Regions from separate parts of the Pan troglodytes genome. Here region 1 is linked to region 2. Evidence: chromatin contacts called from public Hi-C data. All regions are on one chromosome and are shown on one strand. Each heading gives the region's core, a stretch centred on a gene start, on an enhancer-like site or on the middle of the called end of the contact. The rest is flanking DNA. Distances are from core to core; before and after follow the strand shown.

What was found. Hi-C and Micro-C count contacts between places; a contact is called where the count stands out from the background.
Region 1: a Hi-C map of stem cell-derived neural progenitor cells shows a contact between it and region 2, with 4 times the contacts expected there. The contact joins the enhancer-like site here to the promoter of MGAT5 in region 2. A contact is called at or near these places in 5 of 7 Hi-C or Micro-C datasets (blood, induced pluripotent stem cells, a lymphoblastoid cell line and 1 more), 1 of 1 datasets of contacts at active chromatin or transcription factors (stem cell-derived excitatory neurons) and 1 of 1 other capture datasets (stem cell-derived neural stem cells).

Annotation. Positions count from the first base shown.
Region 1 is chr13:36,454,861-36,461,622 of NHGRI_mPanTro3-v2.0_pri, forward strand. It overlaps MGAT5 (alpha-1,6-mannosylglycoprotein 6-beta-N-acetylglucosaminyltransferase), which reads left to right. Exons shown (of 18, transcript XR_010150065.1): 13 at 3,496-3,642. Among named protein-coding and RNA genes, the nearest start is that of MGAT5, 290 kb to the left of the region's middle. Within about 2 kb of position 2,536, at least 13 of the 24 cell types and tissues checked have an H3K27ac peak or open chromatin away from gene starts, as enhancers often do. A contact at or near this core is called in induced pluripotent stem cells, a lymphoblastoid cell line, stem cell-derived neural progenitor cells and 1 more, where this site is marked.
Region 2 is chr13:36,165,094-36,171,641 of NHGRI_mPanTro3-v2.0_pri, forward strand. MGAT5 (alpha-1,6-mannosylglycoprotein 6-beta-N-acetylglucosaminyltransferase) reads left to right here and starts at 4,548. Exons shown (of 18, transcript XR_010150065.1): 1 at 4,548-4,686.

The DNA of each region.
Region 1 (6,762 bases), core at 1,286-3,785, 290 kb after region 2:
CTTAACTAATCCATAGACAGAAGCACCTAGCAGTGTGTCACAGTGACTGACCTGGGAAATGATGGAGCTAGACCTTGAAGCCTAATCTGTCTCCAGAACCTGCGCTGTTAATTACCACATTGTTCTGGGCACTTTGTGTCAATAATGGATTCATCAATTCATTTGGTGAACCGGGGGTGATTCATTGCTCAGTTTCCCTCTAGAGTCACCATGCCAACTTCGCTAATTAAAACTGGCCAGAAAAGTATGTGTTGTGTGTGTGTTTCCTATTTATGATTATCCTCAATGTTCCCCATCAAGAGTGAAACTGACCAAGCCCATGGAGAAGAACCCCCTTTATCCATGTTTAAAAGATTCTTTAAGTACTCCACTTAGCAGTTTAAAACAATTGTTTCTTCTTTCACAGAGTGGGAAAAATCTGAGTGGTTTTACTGGACCCTTTGTGAATGTGTAGGAACGTCCCAATCCTATACTGTGAAGAAAACGTATGGTGCCTCATCTGTTCTCTCTGCTTAGCATTAGTTCAGAAATTTAATCCTAGATCCCACAATCCCTCTGTGTAGAAATACTCATTGATGGAGCTGGAGTTGCAGCCATGGAGATATTTTGTCATCTGGAATATCCTCATTAGATTCTGGGCTTCTGAAGGCAAGGTGAAGTATAAATAAAATATGGCCAGTTTTCTCCAGCAGAGTTAAGCCTTGGCACTTATGTACATTCTTGCAGTGTCTCTTGCCTCCTTGCTAAGGAAATCGGTTAAGTAGGCAGAATAGCAGGAGATTAGGGGAAAAGCAATTCAATGTGGTTAAGGTGCCAATGTGTGGCAAGACCATAAGTGCAAGGAAGTTTACAGAGTGCTGTTTGGTGGTGATGAACTCTCTCTGCCTGTTGTGTTTTCATTCAAACCTCAGATGTGCTATTTGACCTTAATACATCTGCTCCATTGTAATATCACAGGTAATAAGCACACAGGAAGCAAGAAAAAAATTGCTTATTGACTGAAGTGACAAAAAACTGTTATTTTGGTGTTTCCAAGTAATGTATTTCCTACAATCCTAATTGTGTGACAGAAAAACTCATTGCCAGGAAATTATGTTGTATTTGCTTAGGCTTCATTCTAAACATATGAGGCTTTGGGAGAGTTAATAAAGTTTTTATTTTATGTGTACTGAGATATTCTGGTGCCCACAGGGCAGAAGAGATGGTTCATATTGTTGTTCAGATATAATTAAACCTAGGTCACATTCAAGTCCATTAAGCAACAGCCTCAAATCCTTTTAATTAATGGGTTCAGATTGATCTAAAGAAGCTAATTAAATTTTTCCCAAGATTTTCTATTTAAATAGACAAACATTGTGCTGCTTGCGTTTCCTCCAAAGCTGTTCTTTGAAACTTAGAGTTGATGAAGGTATCCACACTTCATGGCAGGCCCTGATTTTCAGAGGTCAGGAGGCACTGTGGGTTCTCTGACTAAACCTGCAGAGATCCTGATCTGCGTCTTCTGGCACTTTTCTCCTCAGTCAGAAAGATCTGGACTCCCTGTGCTGTCTTATGCCCAACCACGGCCTGACAGAGGTCATTTGTTTTCCACTGGAGAGCCGGCACATCCTCTCCAAAGTCTGATAGGAGAGGGCAAATCAGAGATCACAAGTCTGGTAGATAACAACCCTGGATTCTTCATATTCCATAAAGCTGGGATGTCGTGGGACTAGTACATTCCCACTGTTTCCTTCCGTTTCATCTGCAGCAGTCAGATCTCCCCCACCCCTGAGCCACATGTCCAGGCCACACCCTATAGTTAGAAGTTCTCTCTGACAATCTCGTTTCTGTTAGCTGTATAATAAGAGTAAGATGCAAAGCAGGAGCTTCCTAATGGTAGTAGAGCTTGCCCTTTATCCTACAGCTTCCAGGCTCCTGGCTACCATGTTTTCCTCACCACCATCACCCCCACCCGTGATCTCTGGTGGTTCTGCTGCCCAAGGGGGAAATGACCCAGCCAGCATTAGGGGCTCTGCTGGCCTCTAAAGCTTCTTTTCTTCCCAGCTCCCTGCCCTGTGGACATCTCTGGCATTGTGATCACGCAGTTTTCAGGAAACGAAAATTTATTCTTTCCAAAAACCAAAAAGATTGAGTACCCTATTCTGTTCAAAACAAAAGTAAATAGGTCCAGAAAACCTGAGATGTTAGTGCTTTGCCCCAGAATTCCTTCAGGAGCTACCTGGTTCTCCAGTATGTCACCCATGGGCTGTGCTCAGGGTTGGCCTGACACATGCAGCCCGGCAGCTTGGGCCTGGCACCCTCCAGCTGAACCTTTCTAAACGATCATTCAATTAGAGCAGCTGCTAAGAGAGGAAAGCTGGTGAGAAGGAGGGGATTGCTGTGAAAAGACCGAGGGAAAAACAGAACCAAGCTTGCAGCTAAATCTAGTTGAGCCATCTCCTTCATTCTCAACGCCTGGCCTTGTGGTTGGGTGATGCTCTGTGATGGCAGAAGGAAAGGACGCCCTGGGGCCCAGTTATCTTTTCTCACTTAATGTGCCCCTGGGGGCTGAAACAGAATAGGCTTTTATGTGGGTAGAGAGGACACAGCTTCGTCAAGCCCAGACCTGGACCCTGCCCATCAACAACCTGCAGTGCTCCAGCAGTGTGAAGTACACCCACTGTGATGGTACGTGCCGAGGCATTTCTGGGAGCAGTTATTTCATTTTTGGACGCAGGAAATCAGCACTACTGAACTGCAGCTTGTCCCCTTTGTCATCGTGGCTTCCAGCTGCTGTGGTTGCTCTGAGGACTGAGAGCAAGTTGTTGCTGCCATCTATGGTCTGTCTTGGGGGAAGCACATGGTTTGCCTGCTGGAGAGGGAAGCAGCTGCCTTGCAGATTCAGCAACACAGCACCCTCTCTCCCCTCTGAGGGGAAAATCAACACCAAGATGTTGGTGTCCCCAGTGTAAACCCCATTATGAAAACCTGTGTTTACTGACCTACCATCATTTTAAAGCAGTTCCGTTTGAACTGCAATCAAACCTCCAAGTGACCTTTCTGTCCCTCCGCCCAGCATTCCTGAAAGGGCCTGTTGTTTCTTTGGTTCAATGAAGAAACCTTCTGTGTAGTTAAGCAAGTGTTTTTCCAGTCATGTCTCCTGGTGAGTTACAGAAGGATTATTGTTGGGTCTTGGTGGTGGTGGTGGTTTTTCTTTTAATACTCCATCCTCCCTACCCCGTGGATACCCCTAGACACTTAATTTTTTACTTCCTTGGTGGAGGAGAGCATAGTGAGTTGAGCAGCTTTGTGGGGACTTTAAAAGTTCGTAGTTTTTCAGATCCTGGTGTAAGCTGAATTCTCTCTGCCCCACCCCCCAGGGCCTGGGAGCCTTCCAAAGTGAGGTGTCCACACGGGAATGGGCCACAGAATCGCCGCCTGCAAGCTAGGAATGCCCGTCCTGCCTGATGGTCCTGCCTGATGTGTTCATACGCTGTGTGGTTTTCTGTCTTACAGTTGTTTGTTGGACTTGGGTTCCCTTACGAGGGCCCAGCTCCCCTGGAAGCTATCGCAAATGGATGTGCTTTTCTGAATCCCAAGTTCAACCCACCCAAAAGCAGCAAAAACACAGACTTTTTCATTGGCAAGCCAACTCTGAGAGAGGTAAGCATCTATCAAAATTATTCCATTTTGAATAATATGAATAATAGCTATTTATTGAGTGCTCATGTAGGTATTAACTTCATCTAACATGATTGGGTGGGAGGGTGAGGGTGTAGAGGCTCAGAGAGGCAAATGACCTGATCACATCACCTTGCAAGTTAGGGGCAGGATTTGAATCTACTTCTGCCTTCACCAAGTAAGGGATCTTGACACTCTACCCCCACTCTAGCTTACTGTAAACTCAGACAATCTAGCCTCTGATTATAGCTGAACTCTGGTTTCCTGAATGTTTGAAGTTTAGGGAGTGAGATCAACTGGTTAGCAGATACTTGTGAAGAATCTGCTCCCCATGATGGGCTTTGGAGAATAAAAAGTGGGCTGTGGGAGTTTTCAAAGAGCCATCAGCCTCAGGATACCATATGTATCATGGATAACTGAAGTAATGTGACTGATTTTTTTCACCCACCATCCCAAGAAGTAATCCTACCATTGCTAGAACCATTTGCAGAAGCCTCATTTGAATTGCCTTCAGAGATCCTGTTGAAAATCTGCAGTGTGTGATGAATCACCATTGAGGGTAGTTGGATTTGATTTAGGGCAATAAACAAAAGTCTTTTACAGCTACATGTGAGTGATCAAGCTGGGTGTTTCTTCATCTGGTCAGAAATAGGTGTGTGCAAGAAACCATAAGATTGATTTTCTGATTATTTCTATGTAGTTAGTAGTAAGTGACTCTGCAGGCAGCTTATGAAGGGAAGTCATAGCAGCATCCTTGTCATTCAGGGCCTTTGGCTGGGGGATTACATTGATTAGCATCCGTCCCATGGCATATCAATGTAGAAGGACAGTTTATAAAACATATATGTTTCAGTTCTACTTTTAAACCCCTTCTGAGTCATTTTCTCTCTCAAATAGTATATAAGATGCATTTTCAATGGTTATTTTTTATTGATCAGTCAGAAACCTTGACAATTTATAGAACTGATTACTTTGAGAGTTATTTTTCTCTGACCCTTCCTGTCATTGGTGAAATAGCCAAAGGAGATAGAAGTTCAATAAGATCTATGTTTATCTATAAAAGGTTAATCTGTGGCCCAGATAACCTTTGACAAGGGTTGTGCACACACTTGTGTGTGTGTGTGTGTGTGTGTGGTTTTTTTTTTTTCCTTCTGCTAGAATAATAAATTTGAATTCTTCATTTGGGGAGTGGTTTTGTATTAAGAGGTCAGTTTGTTCATTTATAAGTCGGCAATACTTAATGTACATCTGTGTGCTAGGTGCTGTAGGAAGTGCTAGGACACAGAGACTGGGGACATTCAGTCTGCCGTGAACCTATTCTTTTGAAAAGTTTAAAAAGATGCTGCCCAGCAGTGAAAATATCTCAGTTTAGGAATCTCTGCTTTAGCATGTGACTGACTTCTTTGAAACTTTGGAGTTTGGCGGGGGGAAAGAAACTAGTAAATCATCCCTCGGGTTTTTTGTTTATTTTTGACAAAAAATATACTTAAGGTGTACACCTTGATGTTTTGATAAATATACACATTGTGAGATAGTCATTACAATCAAGCTAATCCATCACCTTACATATTAAATAGATATTTTTTTCATGGTAAAAACACTTAAGATCTCCTTTTTTGGCAAATTTCAAGTATGCAATACAGTATTGTTAACTATGGTCATAATGCTGCACACTAGTTCTCCAGAACTTAATCAACTTGTATAACTGAGACTTTGACCAACATCTCCCCGTATCCCCATGCACCAGTCTCTGGGAATCACGAATGTATTCTCTGCTCTGCGAGTTCAACCATTTTACTGTGAGTTGAACTGTGAGTTCAGCTAGGCTGGTCTGCATGTGGGATCATGCAGAATTTTCCTTCTGTGCCTGGCTTATTTTACTTAGCATAATATTTTCCACATTCATCCATGTTGCCGCCAGTGATGGGATTTCCTTCTTTTGCAGGCTAAATATTTCATATACACATAATTTGTTTATCTATTCATCCACTGAAGGCCAAACAAACTTAGTTTGTTTCCATATCTTGGCTATTATGAATAATGCTGCAGTGTACATGCGAGTGCAGATACTGCTTTAACATACTGATTTTAACTGCTTTGGATATATACCCAGCAGTGGGATTGCTGGATTATGTGGAGTTCTATTTCTTATTTTTTGAGAAACCTCCATTTTCTTTTTCATTTATGGCTGTAACACATTACATTTTCACCAGCAGGGTACCAAGCTTCCCTTTTTACCACATTCTTGCCAGACACTTGTTATCTTTTGTCTTTTTGATAAAAGCCATTTTAACAAGCATGAGGTGATATCTCCTTGTGGTTTCGATGTGCATCTCCCTGATGATGAAAGATGTTGAGCACCTTTTCATATGTTTGTTTGCCTTGTGTATGTCTTCTTTCGAGAAATGTCTTCAGGTTATTTGCGTATATTTTAATTTGATTGGTTGGGTTTTTTCCACAGTTGAGTTGTAGGAGTTCCTTATATACTTTGGGAATTAACCGCTTATTAAATATGTGGTTTGCAAATATTTTCTCCCATTCCATAGGTTGCCTTTTCACTCTATTGATTGTTTCCTTTGCTGTGCAGAAGCTCTTTAGTTTGATGCAATCTCAGTTGCCTGTTTTTGCTTTTGTTGCCTGTGCTTTTAGTATCATACCCAAACATCATTGCCCAGACTAGTGTCAAGAAGCTTTTGCACTTTTTTTTTTCCTCGTAGTTGTGCTGTTTCAGGTCTTATATTGAAGTCTAATCAATTTTGAATTCATTTTTATAGATAGTGTGAGATAAAGATTTGATTTCATTCTTAATGCTTGTGGAAATCAAGTTTTCCAAATATTATTTATTGATGACACTGTGCTTCTCCATTGTGTATTCTTGTGAGCCTCGTTGGGAATCAGTTCTTTTCTGGTTTCTCTGTTCTGTTCCATTGGTCTGTATGTCTGTTTTTATGCCAAAATCACCTGTACATTTGAAATTAGGTCTAGGAAATCTCTAAAGTTCTACTTCTGCCCAAATTGTAGATATTATTTTTCCATGTTTTATGCCCAAATTGTAGATATTAATTTTCCATGTTTGTTTAACATTTGAGATAAAGTATATAC
Region 2 (6,548 bases), core at 3,298-5,797:
AAGCTGTTCAGGCTGGGTGCAGTGGCTCATGCCTGTAATCCCAGCACTTTGGGAGGCCAAGGCGGGTGGATCACGAGGTCAGGAGATGGAGACCATCCTGGCTAACATGGTGAAACTCCATCTCTATTAAAAATACAAAAAATTAGCCAGGCAAGGTGGCATGCACCTGTAGTTCCAGCTACTCAGGAGGCTGAGGCAGGAGAATTGCTTGAACCCAGGAGGCAGAGGTTGCAGTGAGCCGAGAGCGCGTCACTGCACTCCAACCTGGGTGACAGAGCAAGACTGTCTCAAAAAAAAAAAAAAAAAAGCTGTTCGGCTCCATAAAAAACAACCACCTTACTCTCACAGTCTTATTGTGAGAGTCTTTTTCCTAAGTGTTTTTTTGTTGTTGTTTGGTTTTTTTTTTTTTGAGACAGAGTCTTGTTCTGGAATGCAGTGGCCTGATCTCGGCTCACTGCAAGCTCCACCTCCCGGGTTCATGCCATTCTCCTGTCTCAGCCTCCCAAGTAGCTGGGACTACAGGCACCTGCCACCATGCCCGGCTAATGTTTTGTATTTTTAGTAGAGATGGGGTTTCACCATGTTAGCCAGGATGGTCTCAATTTCCTGACCTTGTGATCCGCCCGCCTCGGCCTCCCAAAGTGCTGGGATTACAGGTGTGAGTCACCGCACCCAGCCTATTCCTAAGTCTTATTGCTCAGTTGTCACTTGGTTACCCAAAAGTTTGATTTCAATGGGTACTTCATTGTAGATATATACAGTTGATAACACACTTTTGCCACTGTATACCATAGGCTGCCTGCATCAAAGACCTTTAAAGAAGCCAAGTTTTCAACCCTCAACCTTAATCAGACTAGATAACCTATCCCTGATTTCATCTATTTCCCTTAGGGTCTACACCTGTTAATTCAAATGTCTGTATCAGTCAGGCTACTTAACCACAAGCAACAGAAAGTTACTGTGACTAATTAAGGAAGATCACTTGAGCCCAGGGGTTCAAGACCAGCCTAGGCAAAATAGAGAGACCCCCCATCTCTGTAAAATAATTAAAAAGTTAGCTGGGTATGATGGCCTGCACCTGTAGTCCCAGCTACTTGGGAGGCTGAGGTGGGAGGATCACTTGAGCCTAGAAGGTCGAGGCTGCCAGTGAGCTGTGATCATGCCACTGCACTCCAGCCTGGGCAAAAGAGTGAGAATCTGTCTCAAAAAAAGAGGAAAGAAGAAAGAAGAAGAAGACAGAGGCCAGAGGAATGCACGTAGAAAGAACTCCTAAAATCTGGCAAGGTGAAGATACTGTCACCTGGATCACTATCTGCCAGGCATCACAGCTTACATCATCAACATTATGGCATCAGCCACTGGGCACTACCACTAGCAATGCTGCCCTAAAAATTTGGTCAGCACCTTTACCATCAGAGGTTTTACCTTGTACCAAGATTACATAGTGGATAATTCCTCAAGCCATTAGAGCTCAGGTCCTGGGCAGAAAAACAATTTCATTTGTTTATTTCACAGACACCAGTTCCAAGACTGAACCACATGGGTCCCAGCTTTATAAGGTTTACATACATAATTGTTATTTTGTTGCTATAATTTTCATGCAATTTGAATAGGTCAAGAAACCTGGTCTATGTAGGGTACCTTAAATATCCCCTTTAATATTTACTGTATTATTCACAGTACTTTCGGCATGGATCTTCCTTTCTTCCTGGTTATCTGGGGTGAGAAGCATGGTGTAATAGAAAGGTTCTGGGCTTTGGAGTCAGGCAAACTTTGGATTCAATCCTGGCTGTGATCCTTATCAACAGTGCCTATCTGTAAGTATATTACTTACCTTTACTAAGTCTTGGCTTCTTTTTCTATGAAATACGTATAGTAAAATCTACTCCATGAATTGTTAAAATGTAATTCACATACAGCTTAGTAAGAGATGCTGAGAAACAATATATAGTTGGCCGTCTGTAAGCATGGATTTGGAGGATCCTAAATCCTCAGATTCAATCAATCACAGATCGAAATCCGCAGATATGGAGGGCTGACTATACTTGATTATATGTAAAAAGCTGTGTTTACTATGCTTATAATTGAGCAATTATTTAAAGTACTATACATGTGACAGACAAATGAGAAGAAATGAAGCAATACAGTTAGAGTAGACTTAGCAATACCAGCAGACACTGTTGCATTGTTGTGAAATAGTCCTAAATATCTTTCTTTTTCTAACCTGACACCCATTGTTTGCAAGTGGTGGAAATGCTAAAAATGAATCTCTGTTCACCAGGAATGCACGACCTTGGCCATCAGCTGCCAGGGCTTTCACTATTGAAATCCTGCTATGTTATTTTCTTCCTAAGCTTGTAATGAACTGTCTCTTGAGAGGATGTGATGAAATATACAGCTGCATCCTAATAAGCATCCTTATGTCCATAAACAGTATCCTTTAGCAATTAATAATAAAAATTGTAATCTTAACTGTGGGGAAAACAACTTAGTATTACTTTTTCTTAAAGGCATGGCAAGTATATGATTTATATAAATAAATGGACTATGTAATACAAATATGGAAAATGCATATTTGTGTATACAAACGAATTTACTTAATTTCTCTATATACACATATACTTTTTATAAAAAATATCCTGAAACAAAAACCATCTGTAATATCCTCTATAGCAGTGGGTTCATAAAGTTGAAATGATTGATGCCTTTCAGAAATCTCTAGGCAGCCGGGTGGTACCATTATTAACCACCCGTGGGAACTTGACTTCAAATCCAATCTATTATGATTACAATCTACATGATCTGTATCCAGTACAGCAAGTCCCGGCCACCAGATGTCACCATTCTTCTATTTCCCTCCTGGTGCTTGGGGAGAGCTAAAGATACTATTTTCTCTCAAGGGACTGAGGGAAATACGTGCCTCAGAACATTACCGGGATTTCACCAAAAGGTCTTTTCTTAGTCATCCTGGCCTTGCAGATTTCCCTGTGGTTTTTGAGTATCTTGACTCGACAGTTTCTAACAGCTGAGGAGCCAAGTGGCTGATAATTTGGGGCTCATCTGGTCAGGAAGTGCTAGAGCCATTTCCTCCAGCTAAACTTGAAGACAGGATTGACATAAGGTGCCCAAAGCCCAGAGCTTGCTCAGTGCAGGAGAGGCTATGGATATGCCCTATTAAAAGGTCCTGGGGTCCGGAGACCTCAACCAGCTATGAGCTCACTTACAAAATGAAGGAAAGGGACTGAATCATTTCTAGGGTCGAAAAATTCCATGATCCTCGTTTGTAAATACCTCTGGTGGGGAGGGTGCGTAGTAGGGTGGGGGCGAGCTAAGTCCAAGAAATAAGACCCCAGAGAGGACAACGAAGTAGGGGTGAAGTCCTGCAGGGCAGATGAGGGGACACTGAACATGAATCCTTATGAGGTCTGGATGTAGTGACTGGTTATGGGGTCTGGAAATTGCTGGGGTTATGGTCTTGTGGATTCTACCACTAGCTCAATAGCCCACTCTTCCTCCATTCCAGATACTACTTAACAAGAAACTATAATGCTTATCGATGTAAATGTATGGCATTCTCTCTCCTGGGGCTTGGTTGGGTTTAATCTCTCATGTCAGTCAATGTTCTTTGTGGTGCCTTCAGGGCACGGGATGTGTTTTATTTGTGAATTTACAACAGTGCAGTTTTCAGCTAGCTCGTCCAGAGTGTTCCTAAAATCCGGGAGTGGGAGCAGGGCAGAGAAGAAAGAATGGATTTCATTTATAAGTGCCACATATCCCTAAGTATTTCACATGTATTTCATATCATCTTCACAATAACCTCATGAAGCAGCATTTGTTATGCTCATAAAGATGAATTCAAATGGTTAAGTGGCTTGCCCAAGGTCACAAAAACCAAATGGCAGTATACATACTGCTTTGTGTAATGCGTTCTACGAAAGAGGAAACTGAGCCTCAGGGCGTTTTGTTAAAGTTGCCTGCACCTCTAAGATGGTTGAGACCACAGTCTCCCCATCAGTGGGCTTCGCTGCTGGAAGGTCCCTTGTCCTTTGGGGCTTGGACTGCACCACTCCGGAGGATGCATCGTCATATCAATATTTGCACACTGCCCCTGACCTTGTTAGAATATTATTTATGGCCGCGATCAGAAGGTCCCGCTCGCTCCTTTCTCTCCCCTTGGGCTGCGGAACAGAGTGGCTGGGAGAAGTCCTCCTAGACAGGGTTGAGAGTTTGCCGACGGCCCCTGAGAAGCTGGGGCGTTCCGAATTGGCTGAGCGCGCGGCCGGGGGCGGGGAGTTTGCCAAACGTCCCCGGCCGGAATTTCTGCCTCCTAGAGCCGCGAGCCCAGAAGCGGGGAGAAGTTGGCGAGGTCGGCTAGGGGAAGGTTGCCAGAAATTGAGGACGGACTCCCGCCCTGGTCGACTGAGCTCCCACAGGAGCGCCTCTGCTGCGTCTCGGGGCTGAGTGTGGACGCGCCGCGCGCGGCCCCGCCAGGGCTGGTAGTTTGCAGACCGTCCCTGCCGCGGCCCGCTCGGCGGCGGCCCTGCGGCTCCCGCGGCGGCGGCCCCGGGCGCGATCCAGCCCAGGTAGCCGCGCCGCAGGCTCGGGGCGTCGCGACCTCGCGCCTCGGGCCGCGTGGGCACGGCGGCCGGCGGGTGCTCCCGGCTGCTGCTGCTGCCCAACAAGGAGGTAAGAGCTGCCGGATCCGGGTGATCGCGTCGGAGGGAGCTCGTCATCCCCGCGGGGTGATGCGCGCAGAGGGGACCGCGGGGGGCACGGGGAACCAGGCGCGGGCGAGGAGAGCCCGCACCGGGGTCGGCGCGGTCGGGGGCTTCCTTCCGTCGCTCCTCTGCCGCCTGCGTGGGTGCCCCGGCCCCGGCCGCTCTGCAGGACGCCGGAGTGGAGCCGGGAGACGCGCCTTGACGAGCCCACCTGCCCCGGGCAGCCCCTCCCAGGGGAGGCTGAACCCCCCAGGCCCCGTGACGAGGGGGCTTGTAGGCATTCCTAGGGACAGTCCAAAGGAAGCTCTGGTTGCGCGGGCTGGAGGCGAGCGGCCGGGGATGGCAGATGGGCGCTCGGACAGCGGAGGAGCCCAGTGGGGGTCACGCCGCAGGCGTGGGCCGGGCCGGGCCGGGGTCCTCGGGACCCAGGGGCACTGGGCGGGCTCGGCCAGGGGCCAGTAGGGAGGAAGGAAGAAGGAGGGAGGCTGGCCCCGAGCCCCTAGGGAGGAGGGATGCGGCGGGCCGGCGCTCCGGGCCAGAGGATCCAGGAGGCCCGGGGGCGCCCCGGCTGTTAGGGGACGGCCCGCGGGTCCGCGATCCCGCCGGCGCGCTCAGCGCTGCTGCCGGGTCTGGGAGGCTGCAGGGAGCGCAGAGCCCACACCCGCGCACACACTCCCCGAGAGCATGCTCAGTGCGGCCCTGGGAACTTCCTGCCGAGTCGTGAGCCGCCCCGGCCCACTCCCGGCCCTCAGCTCGCAAAGTTGGGGGCGGCGGGGCTAGGGAGTCGTGGGCGCCGCTCTCGCCTGTGGCTCTTTCGCGCCCCTGGCCCCTGCCTCGCCTCAGTTGAGCTACGCGCACTGCTCTCCCCGGCTGCCCTCACAGCCGGGATTGGGGGCGTGGGTGTTAGCCCCTGCTCCCCGTGGCGGGGTGGCCAGAGGCCTGGAGCGCGGCTCTCAGCCTGGTGGACCCGCGCGCGGTGCGCCCGCTTGGTGCCCGGACCTGGCGCGGCGAGCAGGCGGGGTGCAAGGGGGTGTGTGAGCCCAGGGACGCTCGCGCATACACTTGCTGTCACACACAAAGCCGCGGTTTTGTAGCCGCCGCGCGGAAGAGCCGAAGAGGGAAGGGGGTGGCGCTTGCATTGTCCAGAGGCGTTTGGAGCGCAGAGGGGGTGCTTGGCTCCTCAGGGCTGCGGGAACCGGGCGATGTGGATGGATTCGGTATAGGGCCCGGCCCTCCTGGGACCGACTGCCAGGCCTGGCCCCGGGCGGCCGCCGCTATCTGCACCTGGCTCTGGCGGCCCAGTTAGGGGAGATGAGTACTTCTGGGTCTGTGAAGTTGGGAAGGGGCAAACTCAGTTGTGTGTGGGGTTCGGGTGGATGGCAACATCGCACTTGTAAACACACCCAGACCAAAGTGTTAGAGGTATCTCATTCTAAGGAGATGCGAGTGGGAAGCTGGGTCGTTGAACTGACCCCCACCCCCAGTTTATTGTCAGGACCTGATCAACTTGGTTTTTACTCCAAGAGACTCGCCAGTGTTAATCTCTGTGTCATGCACATCCTAAGCCTTACGGCTGCATCAGAACTCCCTTGTCTGTTCCGAGAAAATCACTGAACAGTTTTTCATGAAGGGCAAAGCATCTGAGATTTGTGGTGAATGAATTTTCACCCTCCTCCCCCCGTCCTCACTGCTTTCCTATAAATTATTTTTGTTGCTATTGTTCAGGGCTGAGATGGGCATCCTCAGATTTATCTGGCAGTAAAGATTAGAGCAAAGCTCTCCTGTCTTTTTTTTTTTTTAAAGATGGAGTTTTGCTCTTGTTGCCCAGGC